Linked DNA regions of Sus scrofa: region 1 is linked to region 2. Evidence: chromatin contacts called from public HiChIP or PLAC-seq data. All regions are on one chromosome and are shown on one strand. The core of a region is the stretch at or near the end of the contact, and the rest is flanking DNA. Distances in the headings are between cores, read along the strand shown.

Region 1 (6,057 bases), core at 3,057-5,556, 240 kb after region 2:
CCTACACACCTCCTCCTCCTGTTCTCCATCCCATGAGGCAGCCCATCTGGCTACCAACCAAACTCTTGGGGTTAGGAAGCTGCTTCTGACACTCAGGCAGGATCTGTCTCCTGGGATATCTACCTGCTGCTTTCTGCAGCAACTCTGTACATATCACTCCTTCCTTCATCACACAACTCCTTTTTTCTTCTTCTTTGGACTAAATATTATAAACAGGATGCAAACTTCAGATCCCTTATCATCCCGGTCACTCTTGATTCCCGTGTTAACTTCTTTCTAAAAAGCACGTGCTTTGAGTTAGGCACAATATTAGGCAGGCTTCCCAGGGCTTGGAGGCTAAAATCGAAAACGTGTAATATAATCTACAAAGACCTGGCCTCTGCCCATCTCACCAGTCTCAGCTTTACCCTCTGCACCGTCCTGGTCTTCCTTAAACTCCTAGAATGTACCACGTTCCCTCGCTCCTCAGGGCCTTTGCACATGCTATTCCACAGCCATGTCCCCCACCCTCCTGCCACACTCATCCTTGAGAGCTGGGCTCACCTACTGCGTCCTCAGAAGAGCCTTTCCCCACCTCCTCTCTCCTCCCTGTCAAACCAGGGCCCCTGTTCTTGGCCCTCCTAGCACCCTCATTCTCCTCTGTGACACTCAGTGAAATAAGACATACAGCATGTAATTCGCTGTGTGATGTCTGTCTTCCCCATTAGATTGGAAGAGATGGAAGAGCCTGTCCCCTACAGCACAGGACCACGTCTGGCACAAAGTAAATGTTCAACAAATACTTGTAAGATGAATGAATAACAAATGATGGAATTATCCTTTTCCATGAGCTGCCCACCACGGGCCCCCACATTCACAAGGCACTCACTTAAAAAACTGACCACTGAGTAGCTGTCAGGTAGCTTGGTTCTGAAGATACAAAGATGAGCCAAGCCCCTGAAGAGGCAGAGACTAATGGAAGAGACAAAAGTGTAAAACCGCAAATCCAAACCTATATTTGTAGTTCAGAAGAGGCACGGACAAAGGGCTATAAGGGGACAAAACAAGAAGAAAGACTGCCATGGCCTTCAGCGAGGGGAAGGCAGGCAGAGAAGCGGCAGTGCTTCACGAGATGCATCTGAGCAGAGGAGCAAGGACGTATCCGGAGCTTCTAAAAATTAGCGGGTCCCCGAGTCTGCTCTTGCACATGCGTGCGTGATGAGGGGTTGGTTGCAGCACCCGACCTGGGGGGCTCCTCCGGCCCGAACACTCCACACTAACAACCACACTGAATCGTTACTGTACACCTGGCAGGTCAGTATGCCAAGTTCTCGCGTGAATTTCCTCACTTCTCCACACAGCAGTGGCATCATTCCCCTCCTCCTTTTTTTTTTTTAATTTTTAGGGCTGCACCTGAAGCATATATAGAACTTCCCAGGCGAGGGGTCAAATCTGAGCTGTAGCTGCCTGCCTACGCCACAGCCACAGCAATGCCAGACCCAAGCTACATCTGCAACTTATGCCACAATGCTGGATCCTTAACCCACTGAGCGAGGGCTGGGGTCAAACCCGAACCCTCATGGATACTTGGGTTCTTAACCCACTGAGCCACAATGAGAACACCCATCCTATTTTAAGATGACAGCACTGTTTCCAACAATAATGCTACAATCCCATTTAGTAATTGTATCCTTTTTTTTTTTTAATTTTTTTATTTTTTGCTTTTAGGGCCACACCTGTGGCATGTAGAAGTTCCCAGGCTAGGGGTCCAGTCAGAGCTGCAGCAGCAGGCCTACTGCCGTAGCCACAGTCAACACAAGACCCGAGCCTTGTCTGCAACCTTCACCACAGCTCACGGCTACGCCAGATCCTTAACCCACTGAGCGAGGCCAGGGATCGAACCCACATCCTCAAGGATACTAGTCAAGTTCATTACCACTAAGCCACAATGAGAACTCCTGGTTAGGAAACACCCTGTATAGTCTGACCCCTACTATGTTTTGCATTGTCTTCTAGAAGAACATACACCAAAACGTTACCCAGTGTTACCTCTGAGTATGGCATTCACGCGTACTTTTTTTTTTTTTACTACTTCCCAAATTTCCTATAATAAACCACTTTTTTTAAAGAAACAAGACATTCTGCATAGTGTTAGAAACAGCGTAATTTAAGCTGTCAAGATCTTTGTAAACCTAGTATATTAGCTACTCATCCCAAGTTGAGGCTATGAGCAAATGTGATCAACATATATACACAATGCTTATTCAAGACAAACAAAAACGTAGGTGTGGACAAGGCCACAGCAAAAGACTGTCACCACCTTCTTAACATCCTTTTGATACAGTGTCTCAAGCAATCATGAAACCTGATATCAGCAACAACAACAAAAAAAAGACAAAAGACAAAAAAAAAAAAGTTCAAAAATCTAAAAAAAAAAAAAAAAACCTGATATCTTACATTTACCTATTCAATCCATCCCACAAAATTTTAGCAAGTGCTTTCTATGTGTTAATTACTAAGTACTTGGCACAAGCACCCTAATGACCTCCTGATACAGCGATTCTATTACCCACAACGGAGCCAGTATGACTTTATTTTTGAATCGCTGACATTTATTGAGTGCTCCTATGGATCAGAAAATGTACAGTCTTTGAGCGTATTATCTCATTTAATCTTTATAATAACCTCATACGAAGTGGAAATGACTGTTCTCCATTTATGGATAGGAAGAGTAACGATCAGAGAGGTGACGTGACTTCTCTAGGGTCACAGAGCTTAGCATGTTGCAAAGCTCACATGGAATCCAAATCCATCCTGCTCCAAATCCTGTGTTCCCAACTGGCTCTTCTGTAGTTTCCCTTCCCCCTCCGGCACAGATGCAGCTACACCACCGCCCAGGTGAAAACTTTACTCACAGTCTCTAAATCCTAAAGCTGAATATCACACACACACACACACAAATCCGGAAGATAACACAGTGGGCGTTGGATGATGGGAGCTTACCTGAACTCAATGAATTTCAGCATCACCACGTTGTTTGAAAGGAAAAGAACCAATTAAACTTTGGCATTTAATTTTTCAAAAGAATTAAGTGTTGCTTTTTCGAGAAAACACACATAAACACACTTTCCTTGCCTTCAAGCTGTAGCCGTCCTGGTTTTTATGACAACGTATGAATTTTCTGCTTCTCCTCTTTTCTAGGAGCCTAGTGAACCACCTTAAAAACCGATTTTCAGCTTTGGCTTGGGTTAAATGTAGGGCATCTTTCTCTCACCTAATGAGGTGACCACATTGACTAGGTGTATTTTCTCTTCCCTTCATTGCACGTGGGTGAAAATACATCCCATCTTGGAAAACTTCAAAAAACTCTCTAGTTTCCAGTTCTCATTCCGGAAACAAACGACCCTTAGAGTCGAGAAAACGGCGGCTAAGATAAGTTTAGAGACACGGCTGGTGAGTGACGGGGCTGGGGCTTCCGCCCAAGCGTCAGTCCCCAGTTTCTCTGGGAGGCAGCCTCAGGTCCCCGCCGCTACCTCCGACTAGCAGCCCGAGCCGGCCCCCACCCCTCCACACCCACTCCGTTCCCTCCGAGACCCCCTCTCCGCAGGATGGTGTCCGGGTCTCAGACCCGCGCTGCTCAGCGACTCCTCCAGAAGCTGCCCGACGCCTGGCTTTGCCCCCTGAACTTCGAACCCCGACCAAAAGGCAAGGCGGCAGCTCACGGCGCGCAGCGGCCCCGGGTGCGAACGAATCTGAAATCGGGGCAGAACTCACCTGCCTCGCCTGCGCCGGGCGGGGCCTGGAGAACGTCCTGGGGGCTGCGGCGCGGGGCTCGGGAACGTGGAGGAGCGCTCCACCGGCGGCTGCCATGCCGGCAGAAAGGCGCGTCTGGGTCTCTCGAACCGGCCCCGCCGCTCGGCTCGGCCCCACGTGGGACGCGCGCGAGGACCCCGCGTAGCTGCCCCGCAGGGTCCTGCGCCCGCGCCCCTTCCGGGTCCCGGAAGGTCTGCAAACGCACGGCCCGCGCCGCTCGGGGCTGGGGCCGCAGCGCGTGGGGGGCTGCCCCGCTTGAGCCCCTCGTGGCCTGGCCTGCGGCAGAGGTGCCAAGTCCCACTCGACCCCAGAGTTCATGCTTGTGCAGCTCTTTGAATTCCTCCAGAAGAAAAGGCGTGCCTGGTCTAACCAGCATTCCTTCCTTTGCCACCGGGTTACTCTTTCCCCAGCATTTAGTTGCCCCGGGAGGTCCCTAAAGGGGCCTGGGGCTCGATCACCCGGTGGGGATCCTCGCGGCTGCGTGCCCCTTGCCCACCCGCGGTCCAGCCCGCGGAGGAGGCGCGTTTTTTACAGGCAGCGCCTTGGCCACCTGGCAGGGCTGGGTCGCCTAGCAACGGCGGGGTCCTTCCTGGCTCGGCGGCGCTCCGGGCCTAAGGGGAAGAAAACCGCCGCGGAGGGCGCTGGGGGCCGGCGGCCGCGGTGCAAGAGGCGGCAACCGGACGGCGACGCGGAGTTGGCGCGCCCGGGGTCCGGCTTCAGCCTCTGAGGGGAGATGAATACGGCCGACAAGGCCCGGGTGGGGCCCGCGGCCGACCGGCCTGCGCCGCCGAGGAAGAAGAGGGCGAGGCGGGCGGGAAGGGGCCGGTGGCGGACCCGGCCCCCGGGCCCAGCGCCGCGTTCCGCCTCCTGGTGACTCGGCGGGAGCCGGCCGTGAGGCTGCAGTATGCGGTGAGCGGCCTGGAGCCGCTGGCGTGGTCCGAGGACCACCGCGTGTCGGTGTCCACCGCCCGTAGCATCGCTGTGCTGGAGCTCATCTGCGACGTGCACAACCCGGGCCAGGACCTGGTTATCCACCGCACCTCCGTGCCCGCGCCTCTCAACAGCTGCCTCCTCAAAGTAAGTCATCCCCGGGCCCCAGCCCTGGGATCTCCTCCTACTCCCCTCCCGCGGCCGCGTCACCGGTCCCTGGGGAATCCCGACCCACGCCTAGTCCCGGGATTCCCCTCCTTGCACCCAGCGCTTGGGGATAAGCCGCTAGGGTCATCGTAGCTTAAAACAACAAACAACAAATCTAGCCTTTTGTGCTCCGTTTCCCGGATCTCACACTTCCTCCTGACACAAATACACGTGTATTTCGGGAGCTCCCTCTCGGAGCCAGCTTCTTCCCTCACCCCTGCGTCGGGCCGGCTGCTAGTGTAGATTTTCTTTCCTTGGTCTTTTCTGAGGCTCCACCCCCTGTTGACCCAACCCCAGACCTGCCTCGACCGTCGCTCCTATTGTCTGGGGCTTGCTCCCCGAGGACCTCGGCTGGCTTTGTTTACTGTGATGTGCCCTCTCCCTGCGCCTCTTTGGCTTTGGAGGAGAAAAATTGGCTTGCTCCATCGTCTTACCTGTTTCAGTGACTTTATTATGAAATGGTCCTTGTTTCTCATCTTGGGCAGATGGATAAATAAATATGGATGTAGGGGTTAGTACTCCAGTTTTTCTTCAATAATTGAAATTTTTTCGGATGTGGCATGAAAAAATAAGGCCTCTGGAAATTCTTAAACTTCAGTGCAGTTTTAAACTTCAAGCCCAAGATCTCCGTGTAGATTTAGTGCTTTTGGCTTCATATTAACAAAGTTTGCCTTCAGAACTTCAGGGCTCCTGAAGTTTTATTGTTTTATCATCACCATTTTCAATTTTTTTTTTTTTTTTTTTTTTTTTTTTTTGTCTTTTTAGGACCGCATCCTGGGCATATGGAGGTTCCCAGGCTAGGGGTCGAATCAGAGCTGTAGCCACTGACTTACACCACAGCCTCCTCAGATCTTTGCTGCATCTTCAACCTACACCACAACTCACAGCAATGCTGGATCCTTAACCCACTGATCGAGGCCAGGGATCGAACCCCCAACCTCATGGTTCCTAGTCGGATTCATTTCTGCTATGCCACGACGGGAACTCCCAAATTATTTTTTTTAAGTCTTCAGTCGTATTGTTTGTTCATTTTAATAGTTTAAAAGTATTAAAACTTTCTCCATTTTCTTTATGAATCTGTAGGCATTTATACAATTACCAAAGTGTATATCTTTCAGGACATTTTTG
Region 2 (6,230 bases), core at 3,631-6,130:
GAATGGGAGAAAACAGTTTCCAATGATGCAACTGACAAAGGCTTAATCTCTAAAATATACAAGCAACTTATACAACTCAACAGCAAAAATGCCAACAACCCAATGGAAAAATGGGCAAAAGACCTGAATAGACATTTCTCCAAAGAAGATATACAGATGGCCAACAGCACATGAAAAAATGCTCAACATCACTGATTATTAGAGAAATGCAAATCAAAACTACCATGAGTTATCACCTTACACCAGTCAGAATGGCCATCATTAATAAGTCCACAAATAACAAATACTGGAAGGGGTGTGGAGAAAAGGGAACCCTCCTGCACTGTTGGTGGGAATGGAAGCTGGTACAACCACTATGGAGAACAGTATGGAGGTACTTTAGAAAACTATGCAAAGAACGACCATATGACCCAGCAATCCCACTCTAGGGCATATATCCAGACAAAACTTTCCTTGAAAAAGACACATGCACCCACATGTTCACTGCAGCACTATTCACAACAGCCGAGACATGGAAACAACGCAAACGTCCATGGACAGAGGATTTGTTTAGGAAGATGTGATACACACACACACACACACACACACACACACACACACACACACACACACACACAAATGGAATACTACTCAGCCATTAAAAAGAACGAAATAATGCCATTCACAGCAACATGGATGGAACTTCAACATACTGAGTGGAAGTCAGAAAGAGAAAGACAAATACCATATCACTTATATCTGGAATCTAATATACGGCACAAATGAACCTTTCCAGAGAAAAGAAAATCATGGACTTGGAGAAGAGACTTGTGGTTGCCAAGAGGGAGGAGGAGGGAGTGGGATGGATGGGGAGCTTGGGGTTAACATGCAGACTCTTGCTTTTGGAATGGATTAGCAATGAGATTCTGCTGTGTAGCACTGGGAACTACATTTAGTCACTTATGAAGGAGCCTGATAATGTGAGAAAATAGAACGTATACATGTGTGTGTAACTGGGTCACCCTGCTGTACAGTAGAAAACTGACAGATCACTGTAAACCAGCCATAATGGAAAAAAACAAAAATAATTATATAAAATAATAATACTAATAATAAATCAAAATAATCTACCCTTCCTTCCCCTCCTTTCTTGCACAGAAGGTAGCACCTAGCCATTCTGATCACTATCTTCACCTAACAGACCCTGGAGACCTCTGCATCAGTGGTCTTTCAGGTCGGAATGCTAAGCTCATTTTCTACAGAAGGTACCTAGTTTCTCCAGGGTAGTAAAGCAGCTCTAAGAAGCGTACAGCTGGAAGGAAGCAGACTCACAAACGTGTGGATTCATACCTATATGCAAATCCCCGTCCCAGGATCTCACCTTCTGTGGAAGCACCACGGGCTTTGGTTGAAGCCTTCCTCCCTGCTGTCACCCAGAGATGCGGGAGACGCACCCAGGACCTGAGGCCTCAGCTGTAGGCAGACAGGTGCGGGCGGATGCTCTGTTCAGAGGGGTCCAGCCGACTTAAGTATTCTCCTCTACCACTGCAGCCTAGCACCCACAAGCGCCTGGCTTCAGGAGGAGCTCTGTAAATATATTTTGAGAATGACTTAATGCCTTCCCTTTGGCTGCCTTTGAACTCTTTTTTTTTTTTCTTTTTTGGCTGCACAGAGGCCTATGGAGCTCCCGAGCCAGGGACCAAATCTGAGCTGCAGGCGGGACCTAAGCCACAGCTGTGGCAACACGGGACTCTGAACCCACTGTGCTGTGCTGGGCCCGGTGACTGAACCTGTTTCCCAGAGCTCCCAAGATGCTGCTGATCCCATTGCGCCACACTGGGAACTCCTGCGTTTGAACTCTTAAGAACAGCTGGGAAGGAGTTCCCTGGTGGCTCCGTGGGTTAAGGATCTGGTGTTGCCACTGCTATGGCTCAGGTTTACTTCCTGGCCTCGGAACGTCCACTTGCCATGAGTGAGGCCAAAAAACAGCTGAAGAAAAAACTCACAACACTTGGTTGCTAACTCTGGCTGGGAGTTGAGCACTGACCAGTAACTAAGCGACGTCCCTCGAGATCTGCACTGTCCAGTATGGCTGCAGGAGCTACACGAGGCTGCTGAGCACTTGAAATTTGTTGAGGCTGACCTGAGCTCTAAGTACAATACATACCGGATTTCAAAGCCTTTGAACAGAGACAGAGAAACATCTCACGCATAATTTTTGATACTGCTTTCATGTTTCAATAATAATTTGGACACTGTTAAGTAGATGCATTCCTAATTCCTTTTCCTTCCTTTTTTTTTTTTTTTTTTGAATTTTTACAGCAGCTTTATTCACAGCGGCCGAAACTTGTAAGCAACCAAGATGCCCTTTAGTAAGTGAATCAGCTCTGGTACATCCTAACAGTGGAATATTACGAAGCACTAAAAAGAATTGAGTTGTTTTGCTTTGTTTTTCTTTTCTTTTTTCTTTTTCCTTTTTTAATGAACTTTCCATGTTTTTTAATGTGGCTAATAGCAAATTTTAAATGACACAGGTGGCATGCATTCCACTTTTTGGGACAGCACTGCTTCCGATGGCTCAGGTGCCCACTATTCCTGACACACTGAGTTCCAGTCTCAATGCTCAGGAGTCACAAAATTCCATTCTTCCCTCTTACAGTAGATTATCTCGCCTGTGACCACACACTCTCACACACACGTTAGACCGGAAATATGTTCCCCTCCAAATCTGACGGTTTTGCCTGCCTTTGCCCCCTTCTCTCTCCCTTTTGCCACCGCAAGGGAGGTGCTTCTTCTCTGTCAAAGGCCCTTTCCTCCATGTGCGTGCTGGATCCCAGCCTCCTCCTTCTCAGAGAGACGGTGATCCATGGGTAACCCAACTCTCTCCTGTATCTTCTGCCTCTCCCTTCTGCACTGGCTCCCTTCTAGCAGCATGCCAACATTTCTTTCTTTCTTTCTTTCTTTCGCCACACTCACAGCAGATGGAAGTTCCCAGGCCAGGGACATAGGCCACAGTTGCGGCAGTGCCGGATCCTTTAACACACTGTGCCAGGCTGGGGATGGAACCCATGACTTTGCAATGACCTGAGTGGCTGCAGTCGGATTCCTAACCTACTAGGCCACAGTGGGAACGCCTCCAACAATCTCTAGACTCTTCTAACTTCAAGATGCTACCACCCTCTAACCCTAAAGTCCCATCTAGCTATTCTCTTTCCTCCCTTCACAACAAAATTTCTTAAGAGAGACATTCCTCTCTCCATGTCTTTGCCTTCCAACCACTTCTTCTCTTTTTCTTTTTAGGGCCACACTCCTGGCATATGGAAATTCCCAGTCCAGGAGTCAAATGAGAGCTGTAGCTGCCGGCCAACACCAGAGCCACAGCAACCCGGGATCGGAGCTGTGTCTGCGACCTACCGACCTATACCACAGCTCATGGCAATGCCTGAGTGAAGCAAGGGATCGAACCCACGTCCTCAAGCATCTAGTTGGGTTCCTTACCCCTGAGCCACAATGAGAACTCCCCAACCACTTCTTAACCCACTTCTTTGCAGATTTCATCCCTGTTACTCCTCCAAGACTGCTCTGGTAAAAAATGCCTATGACCTGGAGTTCCTCTTGTGGCGCAGTGGTTAACGAATCCAACTAGGAACCATGAGGTTGCGGGTTCGATCCCTGCCCTTGCTCAGTGGGTTAAGGATCTGGCACTGCCATGAGCTGTGGTGTAGGTTGCAGACGTGGCTCGGATCCCTCGTTGCTGTGGCCCTGGCATAGGCCAGTGGCTGCAGCTCCGATTCGACCCCTAGCCTGGAAACCTCCATATGCCGCGGGAGCGGCCCAAGAAATGCCAAAAAAAGATTAAAAAAAAAAAAAAAAAAGCCTATGACCTTCAAGAGATTAAATTCAAGAGACACTTTCCTGGCTCATCTTCCAGGATCTCCTAATAACAATGAACAGAGCAGACAATTCCTTCAAATATTCTTTTACTTTCCATCAGTTTCTTTCCTTTTTGTAAATACCCCCGTAGCTTCTCCTTCTGATTTCTTGAAATGAGCTCAATCTTTTAAATATACCATCACTCCCCACTAAAAACTTCTTAGTTTCCCTCTTATTTTTAAGATAAAATCCCAAATCCTTACAGACCTACCACGCTCTTCATGAGCTAGTCTGGTCCATGTCCACCTCTCCACTTCTCATGTCTCTGGGTTGCAGACATCCTGCCTTCCTTCTGTTCTCAGAATACAGCACGGCCCTCCTTTTCGTTCTCAGGGACTTTGCAACAGCATCTCATCCTCCCAAGAATGCTTTCCCTCCACGTTACCTTTCTGAGCTATAACTGGTTTAAGTTTGGCCATCACGTCCTCTAATCCCTTAACTGAGTCCCGCCTCCCGGTTCGGCAGCGTTTCTCAATACTCTGGCTGCTTTCCGACTGCACTTCGCTCGGTTGTGACCTAACCCGCCTCCTAACGACTGGGATCTTCCTCTCCATCTGGCTCCCAAATGGTTACCTCCCCACTTATTCTGAACACACCACTTCCCGCCTGAAGGGACGTGCCCAAGCCTGGTCCCGGATTCCGTCCCCGCTTTGCGGTGCCAGCGAGACCTTGCTCCGCTCCGGGGTGGGCGTTCCGGAGCTGAGAGGGAGGAACCAACGAGCGGCCGACTCTCGACCCCGGCCTTGGTTCCCGTGTGGAAGGGCCTGGAGCGGCTGCGACCCCATCCCTGGGGCCCTGGGCCAAAGGCGGGTCCCCCGCGCGATGACAGCAGCCACACGCCGCTCGCTTTACAGACGAGCCCGGGGGAAAAAAAAACCCGGAACAAGTAAAAATCGCTTTCACCTACCGTCCGAACGCGTCCTCGCCTGCCTTCCAATCCGGAAGTGCCGGGGTTGTAGAAGCGGAAGTAGTTGTGCGTCACTTCCGGGCCCCGCCCCCGTCCGGCATCGCGCTGTCGCAGCAGCACGTAGGCCCCCAGGCTGTGACTCCCGCGCTGCTTTCTCCCGGTTTTGTTTCTGGGGTCTTGCGGGGTGGAATAGAGCAAGACCTAAAAATAAGAGAGTGGGACAGAGCCCCTCCATTGACTTGCTACATCATGCTTGCATTCCGTTTATTCAACAGGTTGTTTTTTGTTTTGTTTGTTTTTTGGCTGAGTTCCGTTCATAGTCGAGGGGTGAACGGGGTGGTTAACCCGAGGAAGACGAAGAACAAACACATAAAAAGAATTTAACATTATCATACAAGGAAAATGGAACAGGGTAATGTGATGGAGAAAGACGCGACAGTGAGTGCTAAGCTGGATAGTAGGGAAGGCTCTTGGACAAGTGACATGTGAGTTTTTCCAAATGAAGAGGGTGGGAAAAAATCTACAGGGAAGAGTGTTCCAGGCTGGGAGCAAATAGAGAGGACCTGAACTTGGTTGTTGGAGGAACGGAAAGAAGGCCAGGGTGGCCGAGCACAGTGAATGAGGGGCAGGGCAGTAGGTGAGGTCAGCCGGTGCAAGGTTAAATGGGTAGAGCTAAAGAAGCCTTGAAGATCTATCCTGAGTCTCCCATTTCCACTGAGTCCTGAAGAAACTGAGCTTATGACTGAAAGTAAAGCTGTAAGCAGGCCGTTAAGTCCAGTCCAGTCCATGCCACTCAAACTTTTAGCATTATTGCATAGTAAACATAATCACACCAACAAGAGTTCTCATTTAATCCAATAACAACCCCATGTTTCAGGAATCTTTATTAGGTAGTGTCAGCCTTGCCTTGTGTGTAAGAAAACTAGGGCTTCATGTAACTTGTCCCAGGGGACTTGTGCGGCTCCAGCTAGGATTCAAACTTGGGATCTACTCCAGTATCCTGCTCCTTGCTCTATACCATCTGGCTCCCTCTGTGTGAGCTGCCAAGCATCTTTAATTAAAAAGTGCACAGGAGTTCCCGTCGTGGCGCAGTGGTTAACGAATCCGACTAGGAACCATGAGGTTGCGGGTTCGGTCCCTGCCCTTGCTCAGTGGGTTAACGATCCGGCGTTGCCGTGAGCTGTGGTGTAGGTTGCAGACGCGGCTCGGATCCCGCGTTGCTGTGGCTCTGGTGTAGGCCGGTGGCTGCAGCTCCGATTCGACCCCTAGCCTGGGAACCTCCATATGCCGCAGGAGCGGCCCAAGAAATAGCAACAACAACAACAACAAAAGACAAAAAGACAAAAAAAAAAAAAAAAAGTGCACAACCTGTATTTCTGTGGAAGTCTGGAATTGAAGCAGCTAGATAAGC

Evidence for each region. HiChIP or PLAC-seq counts read pairs in DNA pulled down with a chosen protein or histone mark.
Region 1: an H3K27ac HiChIP or PLAC-seq map of alveolar macrophages shows a contact between it and region 2. The contact joins the promoter of DDX31 here to the promoter of TTF1 in region 2. A contact is called at or near these places in 1 of 5 promoter capture datasets (liver), 5 of 47 Hi-C or Micro-C datasets (embryonic fibroblasts, fetal skeletal muscle, heart right ventricle and 1 more) and 2 of 2 datasets of contacts at active chromatin or transcription factors (alveolar macrophages and skeletal muscle).

Annotation. Positions count from the first base shown.
Region 1 is chr1:272,450,089-272,456,145 of Sscrofa11.1, forward strand. It overlaps DDX31 (probable ATP-dependent RNA helicase DDX31), which reads right to left and starts at 4,307. Exons shown (of 20, transcript XM_003122262.5): 1 at 3,754-4,307. The coding sequence starts at 4,110. It overlaps GTF3C4 (general transcription factor 3C polypeptide 4), which reads left to right and starts at 4,400. Exons shown (of 6, transcript XM_001929441.4): 1 at 4,400-4,580; 2 at 4,583-4,869. The coding sequence starts at 4,526.
Region 2 is chr1:272,207,624-272,213,853 of Sscrofa11.1, forward strand. TTF1 (transcription termination factor 1) reads right to left here and starts at 4,881. Exons shown (of 12, transcript XM_021070753.1): 1 at 4,820-4,881; 2 at 1,361-1,566.